2 separate regions of the Ovis aries genome follow, and region 1 is linked to region 2. Evidence: chromatin contacts called from public Hi-C data. All regions are on one chromosome and are shown on one strand. The core of a region is the stretch at or near the end of the contact, and the rest is flanking DNA. Distances in the headings are between cores, read along the strand shown.

Evidence for each region. Hi-C and Micro-C count contacts between places; a contact is called where the count stands out from the background.
Region 1: a Hi-C map of hypothalamus shows a contact between it and region 2, with 4 times the contacts expected there. The contact joins two enhancer-like sites. A contact is called at or near these places in 3 of 16 Hi-C or Micro-C datasets (hypothalamus and tail adipose tissue).

What each region holds. Positions count from the first base shown.
Region 1 is chr21:37,152,049-37,158,899 of ARS-UI_Ramb_v3.0, forward strand. INCENP (inner centromere protein) reads left to right here and starts at 6,114. Exons shown (of 18, transcript XM_027959478.3): 1 at 6,114-6,236. Within about 2 kb of position 1,428, at least 8 of the 54 cell types and tissues checked have an H3K27ac peak or open chromatin away from gene starts, as enhancers often do. A contact at or near this core is called in hypothalamus, where this site is marked.
Region 2 is chr21:36,973,402-36,979,963 of ARS-UI_Ramb_v3.0, forward strand. It overlaps RAB3IL1 (RAB3A interacting protein like 1), which reads right to left. Exons shown (of 11, transcript XM_060404304.1): 10 at 4,865-4,931; 11 at 3,019-4,020. The coding sequence ends at 3,938. It overlaps LOC132658371 (a long non-coding RNA gene), which reads left to right. Exons shown (of 2, transcript XR_009597943.1): 2 at 1-3,314. Among named protein-coding and RNA genes, the nearest start is that of FADS3, 9.4 kb to the left of the region's middle. Within about 2 kb of position 3,525, at least 11 of the 54 cell types and tissues checked have an H3K27ac peak or open chromatin away from gene starts, as enhancers often do. A contact at or near this core is called in hypothalamus, where this site is marked.

The sequences.
Region 1 (6,851 bases), core at 178-2,677, 180 kb after region 2:
TAGCAGTAGTAAGAATGACCTAGAGCCACAAATAACAGCATGGATGAATCTCACATAATATTGAGCAAAAGATGCCAGACACAAGAGCAAACTGTATAACACTTTATTTTTTTAACACAAATTTTTATTTTTTAAAAAACAAAAATTATGTTGAGAGATGCATGTGCTTTGGTGGTAAACCTATACAGTAGTCCCCCTTATCTGTGGGGGATAGTTTCCAAGATCACCACCAGTGGATGTCTAAAATCTCAGACAGTACCATAGTATATACCAGGTTTTTTCCTACACATTAAGCACAGTAACAGATTGACAACAATAATAGTAGAACCATTACAGCAATCTATTGTAATAAAAGCTATATGAATATGGTCTTTCTCTCTCAAAATATCTTATTGTACAAATGTAATGCCTTTTCCATCATAACTAAGCAGTTCTCAGGCACTGTAGGCTGAAACATTTACAGTTCGAGGTGTGACAGCAAACTAGCATGAGTTTCTTTTTCCTTCTTCACAATTTCACAGATAGAAGAGTCATTCTTACCAAAGATCTTAGTAATCTGTGTATTTTGTTTTTTATTAAGAACTTTCACATTTTCACTTAAAGGAAGCACTTCATGGCTTTTCTTTGTCATATCTGAATCGCCAGCATCACTACTCTGGTGCCTTGAGGGCATTATTAAGTAAAATTAGGGCCACTTGAACACTGAGCACTTTGATGCCTGGACAATCAATCCAATACACCAAGACAGTAAGTAGCTAAATGGGTGGGGTACACTGGAAAGGGATGAATCTTGGCAGCAGCTGGATACAGCAGGTGGCATGAGATATCAACACCCCACTCTGAACACAGAACAATTTAAAACTTATGAATTATTTACTTCTGGAATTTTCCATGTAATATTTTTAGACTGCATCTGACCCCGAATAACTGAGATCTTGTAAAATGAAACCATGAATAAGGACAGACTACTGTAGGAGCAATTAATAATTACCATACTTTTTTTTTTTCTTTAAGGCTTTACTTTGGGAAAGGGAGCAAGTGGGCTTTCGGGAGGCTAGCGAAGCTCTATTTCTTAACCTGGGAGGTGCTTTTTAAGGACTGATTTTGACAAACTAATAAGCTGTATATCTCTGTTTTGTGCCTTTTTCTAGATGTGTCCTCTATTTCACAATTAAACTGTTGGAAGAGAGGAATGAAGGGATATCCTCACTCAGGATAATTTTAGGGGTCCAAGAAGCCACGATCTGCTCCCAGGTCCATACACCACCCGCAGCATGAAGCCCCAGCCTGGGTAGCCCGTCCTTCGCTGGTCGCCAGATCCTCTGGCACAAACTGTCTAGAAAGTAAAACGCCTAGAACCGCGCTTGGCAGGGCAGCACTCTGAGCAGCCAATCAGCGGCTTCTAATCACCTGCGCCTGCGCAGAGGGGCCTGCGGCAGACTCCGTTACGCCTGCGCAGTCTGTGCTGCTGGGCTTAAACTCTTGTCCAGGGGCAGCTGGAGCAAGGGAATCTTTGGCAGCTGGCCTGTGGGCAGAGTATTAATACTTGGCCAAGAGGTGCAGTTGCATGTCCACTGAACCGAGCTGCAGGCTACTAAAGGGGTACCCATGTTTAGTTCGAGAAATGTTCTAACTTGTGTTGTGCTTAGTCACTGCCGTGTCCAACTCTTTGCGAGCTCATGGACTGTAGCCCGCCAGGCTCCTCTGTCCATGGGGATTCTCCAGGCAAGATTACTAGAGTGGGTTGCCATGCCCTTCTCCGTGGGATCTTCCCAATCCAGGGGTGGAACCCAGGTCTCGTGAATTGCCGGTGGATTCTTTACTGTCTGAGCCACCAGGATTCTAAAATAGGGATCAGCAAACTTCTAGAGAGGATTGACAGTAAATAGTTTAGGCTTTGTGGGCTTACGAGGCAAAATCTCCTATATTACATAGGTACTTTAGTAAGGAAAGAAAAACTTCTCTACAGCTTTAAAAATTGATGTAATTCAATATAAAGCAATAATGATTAAAATTTTTAAGGGAATAGCCCTACTAATTAAACCAGAATTGTAGTTTGAGGCTGGGACGTGGAGGATAATATTTTAACTGTGGCTCATAGTTAAGTTTGAGGGACTGCCAGGAGATAGTGAAGGACAGGGAAGCCTGGAGTGCTGCAGTCCACGGAGTCACAAAGGGTTAGACATGACTGAATGGCTGAACAAAAATAATCATTAAAACTCAAATATGATGTTCATCTGTAAATGCAAATCTACAGTGAGATTTTTACCCACTTCCTTTTTAAAGTGTCTTTTCACACAGATAAGTAATGCCAGATATTGATAATCTGAGATGATTTCAGTTGACCATATTCATCACCAGAAAATGGGCTTCTCTAGCGGCTCAGTTCCCTAGGTTGGTAGGTGCCCAATATGCTACTGGAGATCAATGGAAAATAACTCCAGAAAGAATGAAGGGATGGAGCCAAAGCAAAAACAACACCCAGTTGTGGATGTGACTGGTGGTAGAAGCAAGGTCTGAGCAATAAAGAGCAATATTGCATAGGAACCTGGAATGTTAGGTCCATGAATCAAGGCAAATTGGAAGTGGTCAAAGAGGAGATGGCAAGAGTGAACGTCAACAACTAGGAATCAGAGAACTAAAATAAGCAATAAGCAAACTCCTTATTTCCAAATTCAGACTTAAATTGAAGAAAGTGGGGAAAACCATTAGACCATTCAGGTATGATCTAAATCAAATCCCTTATGATTATACAGTGGAAGTGAGAAATAGATTTAAGGGACTAGCTCTGATAGACAGAGTGCCTGATGAACTATGGATGGAGATTCGTGACACTCCCTGTACAGGAGACAGGAATCAAGACCATCCCCAAGAAAAAGAAATGCAAAAAAGCAAAATGGCTGTCTGAGGAGGCCTTACAAATAGCTGTGAAAAGAAGAGAAGTGAAAAGCAAAGAAGAAAAGGAAAGATATACCCTTTGAATGCAGAGTTCCAAAGAATAGAAAGGAGAGAGATTAGAAAGCCTTCCTCGTGATCAGTGCAAAGAAATAGAGGAAAATAATAGAATGGGAAAGACTAGAGATCTCTTCAAGAAAATTAGAGATATCAAGGGAACATTTCATGCAAAGATGGGCTCGATAAAGGACAGAAATGGTGTGGACCTAACAGAAGCAGACGATATTAAGAAGAGGTGGCAAGAATACACAGAAGAACTGTACAAAAAAGATCTTCACGACCCAGATAATCACGATGGTGTGATCACTCACCTAGAGCCAGACATCCTGGAATGTGAAGTCAGGTTGGCCTTAGGAAGCATGACTACAAACAAAGCTAGTGGAGGTGATGAAATTCCAGTTGAGCTATTTCAAATCCTGAAAGATGATGCTGTGAAAATGCTGCACTCAATATGCCAGCAAATTTGGAAAACTCAGCCGTGGCCATGGGACTGGAGAAGGTCAGTTTTCATTCCAATCCCAAGAAAGGCAATGCCAAAGAATGCTCAAACTACCACACAATTGCATTCATGTCACATGCTAGCAAAGTAATGCTCAAAATTCTCCAAGCCAAGCTTCAGCAATACATGAACCGTGAATTTCCAGATGTTCAAGCTGGTTTTAGAAAAGGCAGAGGAACCAGAGATTAAATTGCCAACATCTGCTGGATTATCGAAAAAGCAAGAGAGTTCCAGAAAGACATCTATTCTGCTGTATTGACTATGCCAAAGCCTTTGATGGTGTGGATCACAATAAACTGTGGAAAATTCTGAAAGAGATGGGAATACCAGACCACCTAACCTGCCTCTTGAGAAATCTGTATGCAGGTCAAGAAGCAACAGTTAGAACTGGACATGGAACAATAGACTGGTTCCAAATAGGAAAAGGAGTACGTCAAGGCTGTATATTGTCACCCTGCTTATTTAACTTCTATGCAGAGTACATCATGAGAAACGCTGGGCTGGATGAAGCACAAGCTGGAATCAAGACTGCCGGGAGAAATATCAATAAATTCAGATATGCAGATGACACCACCCTTATGGCAGAAAGTAAAGAGGAACTAAAGGGCCTCTTGATGAAAGTGAAAGAGGAGAGTGAAAAAGTTGGCTTAAAGCTCAACATTCAGAAAACTAAGATCATGGCATCTGATCCCCTTAGTCAGTTCAGTTCAGTCGCTCAGTCATGTCTGACCCTTTGTGACCCCATGAATTGCAGCACACCAGGCCTCCCTGTCCATCACCAACTCCTGGAGTTCACTCAAACTCACGTCCATCGAGTCGGTGATGCCATCCAGCCATCTCATCCTCTGTCGTCCCCTTCTCCTCCTGCCTCTAATCCCTCCCAGCATCAGAGTCTTTTCCAATGAGTCATCTCTTCACATGAGGTGAAGAAGGTCCCATCACTTCATGGGAAATAGATGGGGAAACAGTGGAAACAGTGTCAGACTTTATTTTTGGGGGCTCCAAAATCATTACAGATTGTGACCGCAGCCATGAAATTAAAAGATGCTTGCTCCTTGGAAGAAAAGTTATGACCAACCTCGACAACATATTAAAATGCAGAGACATTACTTTGCCAATAAAGGTCTGTCTAGTAAAGGCTACGGTTTTTCCAGTAATCATGTATGGATGTGAGAGTTGAACTGTGAAGAAAGCTGAGCACCGAAGAATTGATGCTTTTGAACTGTAGTGTTGGAGGAGACTCTTGAGAGTCCCTTGGACTGCAAGGAGATCCAACCAGTCCATCCTAAAGGAGATCAGTCCTTTAGCGTTCATCGGAAGGACTGATGCTGAAGCTGAAACTCCAATACTTTGGCCACCTGATGTGAAGCACTGACTCATTTGAAAAGACCCTCATGCTGGGTAAGATTGAGGGCAGGAGGAGAAGGGGATGACAGAGGATGAGATGGTTGGATAGCATCACCAACTCAACAGACATGAGTTTGGGTAAACTCTGGGAGTTGGTGATGGACAGGAAGGCCTGGCGTGCTGCAGTCCACGGGGTCACAAAGAGTCAGACGCGACTGAACTGAACTGAGTTGCTCAGTCAGTAAGGAATCTGCCTTCAATGCTGGCAGACCAGGGTTCAATCACTGGGTGGGGAATGTCCCCTGGAGAAGGAAATGGCAACCCACTCCAATATTCTTGCCTGCAGAATCCCATGGACAGAGGAGCCTGGTGAGCTACAGTCCACAGAGTCGGCTATAGTCCATGGAGTCTCAGGAGAGTCCAACACGACTTGGCGACTTAACTATCACCAGAAATGTATGTGTAGAACTGTTGGCTTCTTCTCTTGATATTTGCCTTTTAGCAGGTCATCGCGTTACAGATTAATGACTTCCAGTTGGAGATTAAGTGGCAAGTCCTGAATAACAGGGTTAAATGGATTATGAAATAATGGAAATGTCCTCTGTATTTGCATCAAAGTCTGAAAAAGTATGCTGGAACTGCAGTTTGAGGTTGGCGATTTGTGCTGAAATGGAAATCTGGATTCTTACTTTAACCTTTGACAGCATGGAAAACATACAAGCAATTTGGCTTTACTTGTGACTCAGACAGTGTTAACTGTTATGGAAACAATTTCGCTCTATTATTATCATTTTTTTTTTCCCTCCCCCCAATTTCGCTCTATTATAAATTTTGCTGTCTTGCTTTGTAAGTTTAAGTTGAAATCATTAAGAAACATCATCGTCTATATTATTTCTGTAAAATGGCTGAGCTCGGCCCGTATTGAGGACAGAGTTGGGTGAAGAAACGGCAGTGAAGAGGCACTAAGGCCTCACCTATCTCCCAGGTCCCTCAGGGCACTCGCAATGCACGCTGGGACTTGTAGTTCTTGCGTGTGAGACCTTGCGCGCGCAACTCCCACCTCGGGAGATCTCCTCTCCAGGCCGCGCGCCGCTGTTCCCGGAAGCTGTACAGGTTAAAGTTTCAACGCTTCCTCTCCCCTATTCTTAGTCCCGCAGAGTGCCAATCCACAGAGCCAATCGATGGGCTGACTGGTGCTTCCTTTTACTTGATTGGCTTAGAGTTTTGCAGCCGCCCAGACAAACTTGACGGGGATTGGTCGAACCTTCAGTTTTGAAAATCGTAGGTTTGGCCCGCGCTGTACCGCCCCGTTGGTTCACTGCAGCCGCAAGCCTTGGAGGCCGGGAGCCGTGGGGCTTGGGCAGGCTGGGATTTGTGTTGGGGGGGTCGCCGGACTTGGATCGGAGCAGCAGTTAAGGAGACGCGGTGCAGTCGAGTGAGTCTGCGCGGGCGGCTGGCGGGGCTGGGGTGTCGTTAGCAATTTGTTATCCCTCCGCCAGCCCTGGACCGGGGGTCATGACCTCCCTTATCCCCCGTTGCGGCCTGCAGGGGATGGGTCACCTCTTCCAAGTGACGAGGTGCCCTGCCTTGGTCCTGGGGCCCAAGATGACCCCACCCTTCCCCCTCCAGGCGCCTTTTATTGACCTGGACGCTCAGGAAGCACCCACCGACTGGGTGTTTGGCGGCATTGTACCAGATGGCATTTCTGTACAGTTAACCCTGGCTCACCACCTCCCTTATCGGCTGAGCAGCATTTTAAATTGACCCGTTTCCGGAGGCCAGTGCTGACTTGTCACTCCCCCGGCCCGTTTACTGACAGTGGCCTTCCCTGGGGCGCCCAGTCAGAACTTAGCGCCAACCTTTCCGAAGTTGAAATGGAGTAGGCGGCAAAGCTGAGGTTAAGAGCACGGTTTAAATCCGGGCCCCTCCCTTGACTTACCCGAAGACTTGGGTAAGACTTCAGTCTGCCTCAATTTGCTCATCTGCACCAGAATCTCCTTGAGGTTGTGGCGAGAATGAAATGAGATGATGCTCCACCCGAGCATGGAGC
Region 2 (6,562 bases), core at 2,275-4,774:
ACTCAAAACTGGGGCCCAGAGGGGAGTGACTTGCCCAGGTCCTCAGCCCTGGCGAGATCAAACAGGAGAGGCTCGGAAGATGGTAAGATCTGACACATAGTGTGAGGCCAGGGTGGGGCTAGGCTCAGGCTCAATGACTGTAGCTGGTGCTGGCTTTTAGGACGTGGCTGTCTGTGCCAGCAGCACTTAGCAAGACCTGAGCGGGTTATCTAGAAAGTTCACTTGAGAGGAAGAGCTCCTGTGTGGCTGATGTCAGCTAGCCTTCCCCTCCTAACTCTCAAAGCCCTGAGAGCCCCCGCCCCCAGAAGCCTGCAGGTGCAGCTGTCAGGAGGTAAATGTGAGAAACAAACCTAGATTAAAATCCCCATCTGCCACCACCTGACCCTAATTCTGCACAACTGAAAAACACAGAAGGGCCTAAGGCAGCATCAGGAACTCGGCAGGTGGTGAGAGGAAAGCTTCTAGGAGGCTGGCTGATGCCGTCGGCTCTGGGACAGGGCTCATTTATTCCTAATCTGGGGCCACTTTTTCCTGTGCGACCTCTTGGTGCCTCAGTCAACTCATCTGCAAAATGGGGGTACATAGTACCTCACAGGGGTGCCCTGAGCATTAAGTGAATTTGTTCATGTTGTCAACTAAACGGAAAAGGAAATGGCAACCGACTCCAATGTTCTTGCCTGGGGGATCCCGTGAACAGGGGAGCCTGGTGGGCTGCTGTCCATGGGGTCGCACAGAGTCAGACACAACTGAAACAACTTAGTAGCAGCAGCAGCAATCGACTAAAAAATACAGTCACAACCTGAAAATAGAGTTATTTGGTGGGAATGCTTAGGACTCCAAGCCAGGGAGACAGCATCTCAGTAGCTCCGAGAAAACTGCCTCCAAGGAGGCAGGAGTGGAAGTCGGGTTATATTCAAATTTGCAACAAAGGGTACAAGCAGTCTGAACATTAAAGATCAGGTATCAAGTTAAGGTGGAGAAGGAAATGGCAACCCACTCCAGTATTCTTGCCTGGAGAATCCCAGGGACAGAGGAGCCTTGGTGGGCTGCCGTCCATGGGCTCGCACGGAGTCGGACACAACTGAAGCAACTTAGCAGCAGCGGCAGCAGCATCAAGCTAAGGAATTCAGCATTCTATGTATGAAAGTGAAGTCGCTCAGTCGAGTCCGACTCTTTGCGACCCCACGGACTGTAGCCTAACAGGCTCCTCCATCCATGGGATTTTCCAGGCAAGAATACTGGAGTGGGGTGCCATTTCCTTTTCCGGGAGATCTTCCCGACCCAGGGATTGAACCCGGGTCTCCCGCGTCGTATGCTTTACTGCTTTACCGTCTGAGCCACCAGGGAAGGGGATCACTGAGTTCATTCCTGGCATACACACTGCAGCTCTCAGGGGCCAGTCCTGTTTGCCTGTTCACCTTGCTTTTGTATTCCCCCAGCTCCTCAGCACTCACCGTGAGGGGTAGCAGCAACCGCTGGATTGCATCCCCATTCACCTTTGGAGGTCAGAAATCGCTGATGGCTGTGACATTTCTTGTTTATTAATATGGCAAGAGGTATTTTCATTTCACAATGGAAAGGGCTCGGAACCCGCCCCAGGACATAATAGTGCTCATAAATACTGAGATACTGAGGCCACAGTGTGTGAGTCACACGCGCCTCCAGGTATCTTAGCGTACTGTTGGCTGACCTCGCCTCATCTGGGCCTGACACCAGGAAATGCTACCGCAGGTGCAGGCGGAGCGAGTCTGGGGTGGGGAATCTCTGCCAGGGCTCTGAAGTGTTGCCTGGTGTCTCCTTGGTGGTGGGTATGGCAGGGCCGCAAGCACAGAAACTCCGGGCAGGCATGGGGCGGCTCCAGGGTCCAGACCTCCATCCTCCTTAGTCCTCCAGCTGACCCAGGACTGACCCAGGACACAGAGACTGAAGGCAGGAGAGGACATAGGAGACTCCATGTAATGTCTCCTTCCCTGACACCCTCCATCGCCCTCCTCGCTTCACTTCCTCCATCTGCCATGTTGGATGTTCTCCATGCGTTATTTTCATTACCAGCCTCCCCATGAGAGTCTCAGCTCCAACAAGGTACCCCCAGCACCAGGAACTGTGTCTGCGTATGAGTTGCCCAGTGTTTGTTGAGTGAATAAATGACCGTCTATGACAGGAGGCCTAGCTGGTGAACATCCCAGAGGGGCTGGGAGACAGAAGGTATTTAAATCACAAGTGGAATGGAGAGGAGGGTCTGCGGCGGAGGGAGAATCTGGGAGGCAGGAGAGCAAGAGGGAAAAGGCTACTGGCTGAAATGAGTGATAAAGTGGGGAGCCTTGACCTACCAGCTGAGTGGCCCCAAGGTCTCAGAGAAGTCCCCTCGAGGGATCACCAGCCTCAGTAAATACTGACCCAGAAGCTGCCATGCCCCCCGCCAAGGAAGGACACCCACTGGCCTTGGCCCGTATCCCTACCAGTAGGGAGGGGACCAGGCACCCCAAGACACCTCTCAAGGACCACTTGGAGCCTCAGAGGCCCAGGCCACCCCTACTTTCTTCCGACTACTACTGTCCTTTAACCAGGGCGGGGAAAACCAGAGTGACCACAGCCCCTGCTGTGCTGCTGGCAGACATCACCAATCAATCCTGCCTCCGTCCTGTGTGCTCCAGGAAGGCCTTGATGCCTTGACTCTGAGTTCCAGGCTTCCACGTGACACCGGGCAGAGGGACCTCGAAGGGATCTGCCCAGGATTCCTAGGGAGGCCAGGACAGATTCCCCTGTTCTCCTGACAGCAGACCCCTCCTCACAGGGAGGGGGAGCTGGGCTCACCTTCCCCACCCCCAATAACCCACGGGCCCACGGAACACTGGGGAGGACTTCGGGGATGCTGCCTGCAGCAATCCCTTCAGGATTTGGGTTTAATCCCAAGCACGAGGGCGGGCAAGGAAAGGATTTTGTTTCATTCCTTCAGATGCCCAAGGCTTGGCCCAAGCCCCAGGGCGCAGGAGTGAAGGCGCGTGGCTGCCCAGCCTCTACCAACAAAGCCATCCTTTATTAAATAGATCGTGCTACATTCCATTCAGAGGAGGAAATCGGACATGGTGAGGGATGTGTCCAGGTTGGCTCCCCGGCACCGTGTGGGGTGAGGAGGGGCCCGGGTCCTGCCCGCCCCACCCCAGGCTTGCGTGCAGGGCTGGGCGATCTCAGCCCCTGTTGTCTGAATGGCCAGGCACAGCTGAAAACAGGCCTGGGTGTCCTGTGGCCCATTTGTGTTTGACTCTGGGAAGACAGTGCCCCCATCCTCCCAGCAGGGGTGGAGGCAGGGCTCCCTGCAGCACAGGGCTCGGCCGGCAGGGAGGGAGGGGGACGAGGGCCCCGATCCATCTCAGGCAGATACAGGATGGAGTGGAAGACAGCCGGGGAAGCCCTGCCCGCCCCTCCTAACTCTGCTGCCCTGTGGGCACCTGGGATGGCAGGTCCACTAGGCCTTCGGTGGGGAGGCCATCTGGGAATGGGGTGAAGCATGGCCACTAGGGGGTGCTGGTGCCCAGGGCTTGCGAACTGGAAGGGTGAGGAAGAGACCCTGGAGATGGGACCAGCGAGGCACCAGCAGGCAACAGCTCCTGGGATAGCAAGGGGGTGCTGGCTGCCGCAGGGGTCCCCTGCCAAGGGCTGAGCCCCTTTGTAACGGCTCCCAGCTCCTTGGTCTTTGGTGCTTTCTTGAAAGTCTCCTGGTGGCTGTAGTACTACTGAGGAGGAGAGGAGGTCACCTCCTGAGGTCCTGTCCAGGGCTGGACATTTGGTGCCGGCTCAGTGCTGCCTCCGAGGCCTGGCCATTTGTTCCTCCATTCAGCTCCTGGCTCAGGGCTGGCTCCAGGACCCCATCTGTCAGTCTATCTTGGGGCGGGTGTTATCTCCAGCTCAGAGCCGCCCTCCCGGCCTGGGCCATGCCCTAGGCCTCGTGGGGGAAGAAGCCGAGCTTGGCCAGTGACATCTCCTTCCGCAGCCTCGTGATCTCCCAGAACATGGGCTCCGCTGTAGGTAAAGAGAGAAGGTGAACAGCTCAGTGACCCCCAGGGTCACCTCAGGCAGATGGCCTGGCCCTTCCCCATGGTTTTGGGTATAGCAGCTGGCAGGCACCCCTAGGACTCCCCAGTCCTTCCGGACAGATGACCTCTGTGAGTGGTCGGACCTCTTAGAGGCTCTTCTCTGAGGTCCTGCAAACTGTTGAGTGCTGAACACCTGGGAGGCTTGAAGGTGACAACGGTCACTTTCATAGCCTGACACGGACATGCACGCACACACTGTCACACACTCAGACAGGCTGCAAATGCTCTCCAGCCACCCTGAGCAGGGCCTATCCCCTGGCCTGGCAGAATGGGGGCAGGGGACACAACGGGTGGGCAGGGGACTTGTCGGACAAGGGTGGGGGAGGGACTATAGAGGGAGGTGGGGCGAGCCTGTGTTCAGCCGCCACTTGGAGGCCACGCGGCGGGGAGCTGATTCACAGGGGAGGCCCCACCGTGTAGGGTCTCGGAAGCCAGGCCAGTAACAGGGATGGTGTTCGTTCAGGCCCCGGGGGTTGGGAGAGGTTTCTGCAAAGGACAAAGCAGCGGGATCCAGGTATGCAGGGGCCTCCGACTGGTTTTCCTGGTGAGGCAACTCCCAGGAAGCTCCTTCCGCTCTTCCTCTCTCCATAGGGCGTAGCAACAGACGCTCCGAGGAGCCCTTTGCTAATTCACAACCTTCCCCTCTCGCTGACTCCTCCCTCCGAGGAGGGCAGCAAAGTGCTGGGGTTGGCCCCGGCCACGGCTGACCCGCCCCGCCCCGCGCCGCCGCTCCCGGGCGCCACCCCGATCGGCCACTAGGGGGCGCTCACCGTCCTGCCGCACCAGGCCTTGCTGGATGTAGCGGATGTAGGTGAAGAAGTTGCACACGGCCGTGATCTATGGGCAGAACGCACAGGGTGTGAACCTCTCGGTGCCCGCCACGAAAGCCAGGAGAGATCGGAGACCACACTAGGAAGTCCCACGTCCTGGCAGAGTCAGATTACCGCTGGGCTCTAACGTTACAGTTAACAGGAGCAATACTATTCCTCCTAATAAAAAACGATGCCGGCAACTATAGTGTAATCGAGTGCGCGGATCCGAAGAGGCCGACGTGCCTACCATTCCCATTCCACACATCGGGGGAGTGGAGGCTGCGAGAACGACCCGACAACAACTGCGGAGGCCACGGAGCTAAGAAGCAGCTGAGCTGGAAGATGAAACCCGGCAGGCTGCCAAGAATCCAGGCTCCCTTGAGGGGCTTGCTAGGTCTGGATGCTGGAGGCCCCGGGGCATCTAGTCCTTAGGAGGTGCCATGCGTGATGCCAGGAAAGATGAGGAATCAGAAGCTGCCCACCTGGCTGCCCTGGATCCCGGCCTGAGACCCCCAGCTTTGCCTAAGGCTGCTCCATGCCAGGCCCTCTGCGGGGCACTGGGGACCCTGGACTGGCTCAGATCTGATCCTGGTCACAAAGACTCAAACCCTGGAGAGGGTGCTGTTGGTGCCTTGCCCAGGCCCCCTCCCCCAGGCTGGGGTTCCACCTCCCCACAGCTGAGAGTTTTGGCTAATACCCCCCTGCACCCCAGTACCCTCACAAAGCTGGGCCAATGACTGGTGTGTGGAATATAAAAGGCCACGGCCTTGCCTCAGAGTAGAACCCACTCTGGGCTGCAGAGCGATGAAGGCAGACTCCAGCGGAGGCCTCACCTTTGCCTGTCCCCGCTTCTGCCTCCCTCCCTCACCTCCTGAGAATTGCACCCACTCTCCATCTTGGGCTCTGCTTCTAGGGAACCCAACCGAAGACAGGGTGGAAGACAGCTGGCAGTTGTGCTCACAACTGCCTCTACTGAATATCCAGTGCTTTGTGGGAGGGACATCAAGTCGGGGTGAGGGGGGCCCACCACCTGGGGAGTGGAGAAAGTTGTGGGAGGGGTGATGCTCCTGCTGGACCCTCAGACACACAAGAGCCCTTGCCAAGAGGACAGAGTCGGTGCTCTGGGTTGGTGGCCCTGGCAAAGGCAGGGAGGTGGGAGAGAGGCCAGGTCAGGGGATTTAACCCAGGGTGGCCAAGGCGCTGCCTGGGAGGGCTGCACAGGATGGGGTGGGGCGGGCCACAGGAGCTTGAATCCCAGGCCATGGAGTTCCCTAGTGACCAGTGGGCCCCACCAGTGGACCCCTGAGTAGGGAGGGGAGGAGAGCAGTGGTCCTCTCTCCCCAGGGCCGTGATTTGGAGACAGAACTCTCTTCTTCCTATGGATTCCACACTCCTTGGTCTCCTCAGGGTGGGGACCACATCCTAAAACTTCACACCCTTCTCCTTTCCCACTCCAGCTCTGGCCAACACAGCAGACACACAGGCCTGGGAGAACCGATATTCTAGACGTAATTTTGTAGGCCTGGGAGCATCTGGTATGGATCTCCTGGTTTGGGATCAGAAAGAACAAAGAGGGGATTTCCCCGATGGTCCAGTGGTTAAGACAGTGCTTCCACTGCAGGGGGCCTGGGTTCCATCCCTGGTTGGGGAACTAAG